2 separate regions of the Mus musculus genome follow, and region 1 is linked to region 2. The links are chromatin contacts, called in public HiChIP or PLAC-seq maps. All regions are on one chromosome and are shown on one strand. The core of a region is the stretch at or near the end of the contact, and the rest is flanking DNA. Distances in the headings are between cores, read along the strand shown. Region 1 overlaps LOC115488500 (a long non-coding RNA gene). Region 2 overlaps Zhx2 (zinc fingers and homeoboxes 2).

The links. HiChIP or PLAC-seq counts read pairs in DNA pulled down with a chosen protein or histone mark.
Region 1: a contact with region 2 is called in an H3K27ac HiChIP or PLAC-seq map of double positive thymocytes, with 5 read pairs. The contact joins two enhancer-like sites. A contact is called at or near these places in 1 of 39 promoter capture datasets (neutrophils), 2 of 484 Hi-C or Micro-C datasets (CD4 T cells and granulocytes), 4 of 115 datasets of contacts at active chromatin or transcription factors (bone marrow-derived macrophages, double positive thymocytes, embryonic stem cells and 1 more) and 1 of 9 other capture datasets (pancreatic islet).

What each region holds. Positions count from the first base shown.
Region 1 is chr15:57,971,652-57,974,351 of GRCm38.p6, reverse strand. LOC115488500 (a long non-coding RNA gene) reads left to right here. Exons shown (of 3, transcript XR_003951568.1): 3 at 1-2,097. Among named protein-coding and RNA genes, the nearest start is that of n-TMcat16, 3.1 kb to the left of the region's middle. Within about 2 kb of position 1,376, at least 19 of the 459 cell types and tissues checked have an H3K27ac peak or open chromatin away from gene starts, as enhancers often do. A contact at or near this core is called in double positive thymocytes and thymic regulatory T cells, where this site is marked.
Region 2 is chr15:57,771,449-57,774,148 of GRCm38.p6, reverse strand. The region is part of intron 2 of Zhx2 (zinc fingers and homeoboxes 2); the gene reads right to left. Among named protein-coding and RNA genes, the nearest start is that of Zhx2, 78 kb to the right of the region's middle. Within about 2 kb of position 1,253, at least 92 of the 459 cell types and tissues checked have an H3K27ac peak or open chromatin away from gene starts, as enhancers often do. A contact at or near this core is called in double positive thymocytes and thymic regulatory T cells, where this site is marked.

The DNA.
Region 1 (2,700 bases), core at 127-2,626, 200 kb before region 2:
TTAAAACCAGTCTTTAACACCAATTCTGGCTATACATATAATTTAACTCTTCTCCAGAGCTGACGGTAATGTGTTGGGTATGGTAGTGTGTGCCTGTCCTCACAGCTCTTGGCAGCTGGGGGCAGGGAAGTTCACAGTTATTCTCAGCCTCACAGCAAGTTTGAGGCAAGCCTGGGCTATGAGCCTATGTCTCAAGAGAGCAGGCACACAACCCACCTCACAAAATTGATGATAATTTGATTTTATAGTTACCAATGTTAAGAACACTGCTTTGCATAAATATGTACATTCTGGGCCATTGCAGAAATTGTTGGAAATTCTGACCTGATCTCCAGCCAAAATTTGCTTAGTGAGTTTTTTTTTTTGAAACCCAAACAGCAGTTTTAACACTGCTAGCTAGATCCCAAACAGTCTACCATTGAGCCATATCTGTAGCTTAAATGGCAATTTTAAAAACCAAACATTTTAACTACGATACAACCTAAAAATATCCTAATTTGATACTTACAAGCTAAGGAATGATGGTAGGGATATATTAAATGTTTGTTTCTGTAATTAACTCATTATTTTTCTGTAAGAACAAAAAACTCGGCATGTACAGCAAAAACCCTGGGGTTTATAACATACAACGATCTCGAATCAGAGCGGAGATGTTCTCATCAGTGGATATTGGTGTTTCGTGGGGTGACATAATCGGGTGACCACATCAGGGGACCATGGGAAACACTTATGCACAGAGAAGCCGAGGCTGGTGGGTGATAAAGTATCCCTGCTAGCTGAGATCTGGAACCTGCCCAGTGCGCATGTGTGTTCAGAACAGAGGCTGTGGTGGTGCTGGGTGATGCACCCTTGGGAAGCGCCAGAATCACTGTGTTTGTGTTTGAACTAAGTTTTGCTTGTGGTGTGTTCAGAAACCTCTTTATGTTGCCAAAGTTTCATGACTCCCCCATGCAGTGGCAGGACTCCACATTGGGTCACGACCTATGTTTAAGGAGCTGGGATCTATTTCATGCTGGACACATGCAGAGATCTCAGTTTCACCGAACAGAGGCCAATATTGGGTGTACTTGTCAATTAACCAAAAAGCTCTAGAGCCTCTTCCAGCTTGCGCATGCTGATGTTGTGTCCCTCTGATCCCTGCTCTGCAGCGGGGGCCGAGGTCCCCTTTTCTTCTGTGACGCTGTCAGCTAGCTACACATCTCTGCTTACTTTTGTTTCTGTTTCAAGGCCCCACAGCAAAGTGTGTGTGTGTGTGTGTGTGTGTGTGCGCGCGCGCGCGCGCATGCGTGTGATATTCAGGGGGTTCTGGAGGAGAGTGCAGCTGCATCCTGACTGATGCTACGTCACTGCAGGCTCAACACAAGCTGGGCAGGTTCCAGACCTCAGCTAGCAGGTGTACTTTGAGTCTAGCCCACCAGCCTTGGCTTGTCTGTGCATATGGGTACTTTTCCCATGGTCTGATGACATGGTCATCCCACCCTGAGTCTTTGTGTATGCTTAGTTGTCAGCTTGGAACCGTGTGGGTCCCCGATCCTGTGACACGGTTTTCTGCTGCCTGGGGATGTAGACTAGCTTTGGCAAAGGTAACCCCTGTGAGTCTGTCCTTCTGGGGTACTCTCCTTGGGCTTTCTCCAGTGTTCCCTTCTCATCTCTTACTTGGTTCCCTATGAGTTTATTATGTCTTTTGTTATGCTTGTTCCGCACAAATGGGTGATTTGGACCCAGACTGGTACAATTACATTAAGCATCAAATTCAGACTCTCTGGTAAGTGCACCTGTATTCATAAATCATGCCACATATAGTTCCTTGCCTTGTCACCTTCTGCGGCGGTCGCTTTGGAAAGGCCCTTACCAACATACACAAATCGTGGTCGGCACCGGAGGAAAGTCCTACGAGTGAAAGAAAAGGTCGTGGTCAGCACCATCTGGCTCACAGCACGGGGGCTGCGGAGATGGCTCAGCTGGTGAAGTGCGGACAAGAGGAGCCGAATTCAACCCCCAGAACCTGCACTAAAAAAAAAAAATTAATCCAGACATGTCTCAAAAAAGTCAGGTGTCCCTGGGTGGTGGTGGCACACGCCTTTAATCCCAGCACTTGGGAGGCAGAGGCAGGCAGATTTCTGAGTTCGAGGCCAGCCTGGTCTACAGAGTGAGTTCCAGGACAGCCAGGGCTATACCGAGAAACCCTGTCTCCAAAAACCAAAAAAAAAAAAAAAAAAAAAAAAAAAAAAAGTCAGGTGGCTAGCACCTAGTAAATGACAACCAGTGTTGGCCTCTGGCCTCCACATGCACACACAAGCACACACCCCCACCCCCACCCCTGCTAAGAAGCAGGAAGAGATAATTGGAAATGCCTTTTATATATTTAATTAAACATGAGAACCTTTGAGATGGCAACTCAGAGCATGTGGTTGCTTCACTCAGAAAACAAGAGAATGCAATAGAAAATGTAGAGAGACTCTCTTGTGCAACGTATGGAAGCATCACCTGTCTATAAAACGCTGTTGGCCTATTAGCTTAGACAAGAAATAGGGAGGTGGGAGTTGTGGTACAGACTTCTGGGCTAGAGTGAGGTGAGGCAAGGATTTTTGCTCAAACTCTGAGGAATACGGTAGCATGAGAGTGAAGGAGAGGTAACCAGGCATGTGGTATGACTTAGACTAGTTGAAATGGGTTAATTGAGTTTTAAGCTAGTGGAAG
Region 2 (2,700 bases), core at 4-2,503:
GGAGCCGGACTTCTTGTGTGTCTGTGAGAGTTGAACCTACCCTGAGTGTGGGCAGCCGCATTACATGGGCTGCAGTCTCCCCACCCCCACCCCAGCTGATGTGGGCATGCCTACCTCCCTACAACCTTTCAAAAATATTGTGCGTGCTCACGTGCCATGACACTTTTACATCAAGGCTTCTTGACCTTCACAAGACTGCCATTTGGGCTAGAGAACTCTTCATGGCAGAGGGGGGGGGGCTCTGTGTGTTTGACAGGTTTTGTACAGCTTGCTAATAGCATCCTGTGACAATTCAAGATGTATCCAGCCATTGACAGCTGGCTCCTAAGGAGGGGGCTGCTCCTTTCTCTTCTAGTGGCTGCGAATTATGTTCCTTTTTTTTTTTTTTTTTTTGGTTTTTCGAGACAGGGTTTCTCTGTGTAGCCTTGGCTGTCCTGGAACTCACTCTGTAGACCAGGCTGGCCTTCAACTCAGAAATCCACCTGCCTCTGCCTCCCAAGTGCTGGGATTAAAGGTGTGCACTACCACGCCCGGCATGTTCCAATTTTTTTAATCGTATGTCATGAGAATGTTCAGTGCCACCCAAGTCCCCTTGTCTATATAGGATGGTCAGGAGGGGCTGGCAGTTCTCCACATCCCCTACATTTCACTCTTGCTGGATGTGTTTGCTTTGATTCCAATCAAATGCAGTCTGGCTTCTGGCTGCTGCTTCTAGGGATGACAGGTTTGACATGCTATTGAGTTTAAGTTCTCAGTAGTGCGCCAAACATCATTTGGAAAATGGGGTCAAGACAATCTACTGGCTACAGTCCAGGGACTTTCCCTGGAGCAAGAAAGGTCTCAGCAGTAGGGTCATGACAGGCTGCTAGCTGCTCGCTCTCTCTCTCTCTCTCATACCCACCAACAGCTCATGGTGCCTCTTCCTCCGTAATGACTCCTGCTTCAATGTGTCTCTGACCAGCCCCACTGGCCAAGACTTAGCAGAGTCAGTGGGGCTACAATGCTTGAAAACAAAACATTGTTCCAACGTGACCGATGAACTAGAGGATAGCTATGCACTATGTGAGTTTAGCTTTTGCTTGTGCCTGTTTTCAGCAGGGAGATACAGTAGGTATTCTCACAGAAACAGTTCAACTGAACAGTGTTGTGCAGGAAATACACAAAATTGACCCCGAGTCCTTAGACTGTCTCCTTCCTTTTTAAGTACACAGGATGCTATGATGTCACTACTTCCTGAGGTTAGTCACATGGTGAAAGGTGGCTCTCTCAGAGGCACCAAACAACAAAACACATGCACACCTCGGAAACATACCAGCTTGTTCAGTTTACCTGATGGCTTACCAGCTATAACGTTCACAGCTGGTCCAATTACACCGTCTTTCTGCCACATCACAGTCATTTACAAGGCGACACTTTTGTCACTTGCCTTTGTCAAGTGGGCCTTTCTGCCAAGCAAGGGGCCACACTCCTTGCCCTATTTGTGCATTACTAGACCACAGGTGACCTGTAAAACCATGCTTCTGTTAGGAGCACCTGGGTTTCCTACTCACAACACTTTGCTCCTAAGCACATCTTCCCCATGGCCCTCTGAGTTTTCATACAGTTTTGTGGCACGGTGCCTTGAGGGACACACACCCTGCATACAATCCCCATGGCCACTCTGAAGACTTCATGTGTCGTGGCAACTTGCGGGAGCTCATGGAGCGATGGGGTGGCTGAACATTGCATGCATGGGATCTGCATTCTTCTCCCCTCTTGCCTCTCCTTACTCTTGCTGTTGTCTGGGACTGTACAGCATCCCCACCCATCCCTGTCTTGTGCATCATACAAAGCTATGAGCTTTGTGTCAGCCTCTATTTTTGAGGGACCCTAGGCTGGGAGAGTGAATCTACACAGGCATAGCTGTGGGAAGCCACATGTGCCATTGCAGGGTGGTGCTGGCTACCGCTGGCCACCACGAATACATAGGTAGTAAAGTTTTTTTTTTTTTTTTTGCCAAGATGAGGTTTTGAGAATTAACCAATCAGATGAGAGACAAGTTAACCAATCAGATAAGAGACAAGTTAACCAATCAGATGAGAGAGAAGTTAACCAATCAGATGTGAGACATGCAAATGAGGTGGTAAGCATAACCCATGCATAACCAATCGGGGTGTGAGACACGCCTCGCCTAGGCCTATATAAGCAGCACTAGTTCTGGGCTTGGGGTCTCTTCGCCTCTGCAATCAAGCTCTCCCAATAAACGTGTGCAGAAGGATCCTGTTGTGGCGTCTGCTTTGCTGGCGAGTCAGGGCGCGCGCAAGACATAGCAGTAAGTGCATCATTCTGTCAAGGACTCAGGCTTGGTGCAGACGAAGAACAAGAAGAAGCAGTGGGATTGGCATCTAGGGTGTGAGAAGGGATGTGGTTGGAAATGAGATTGGAAAGGAAGGGAGCATGAGACCTTTCCAGGCTCAGGACAAAGTCTAGAAGTCAAACTATGCATAGCAAAAGGTATAGATGGGTACAGGTTCTGGGAAGTACATGCTCTGACTTTTTGTTTATTGGTGTTTTGAGACAGGATACACTGGCCTCAAATGCACTCTGTTAAGTCCTCCTGCTGCACTCTCTTGAATGCTGAGATGTCAGATACAAGACACCATACCTGGCTTTGGCTCATAATTTAAGAATTAACAGTTTGGTTAGGTCTTGAGTGGGGAG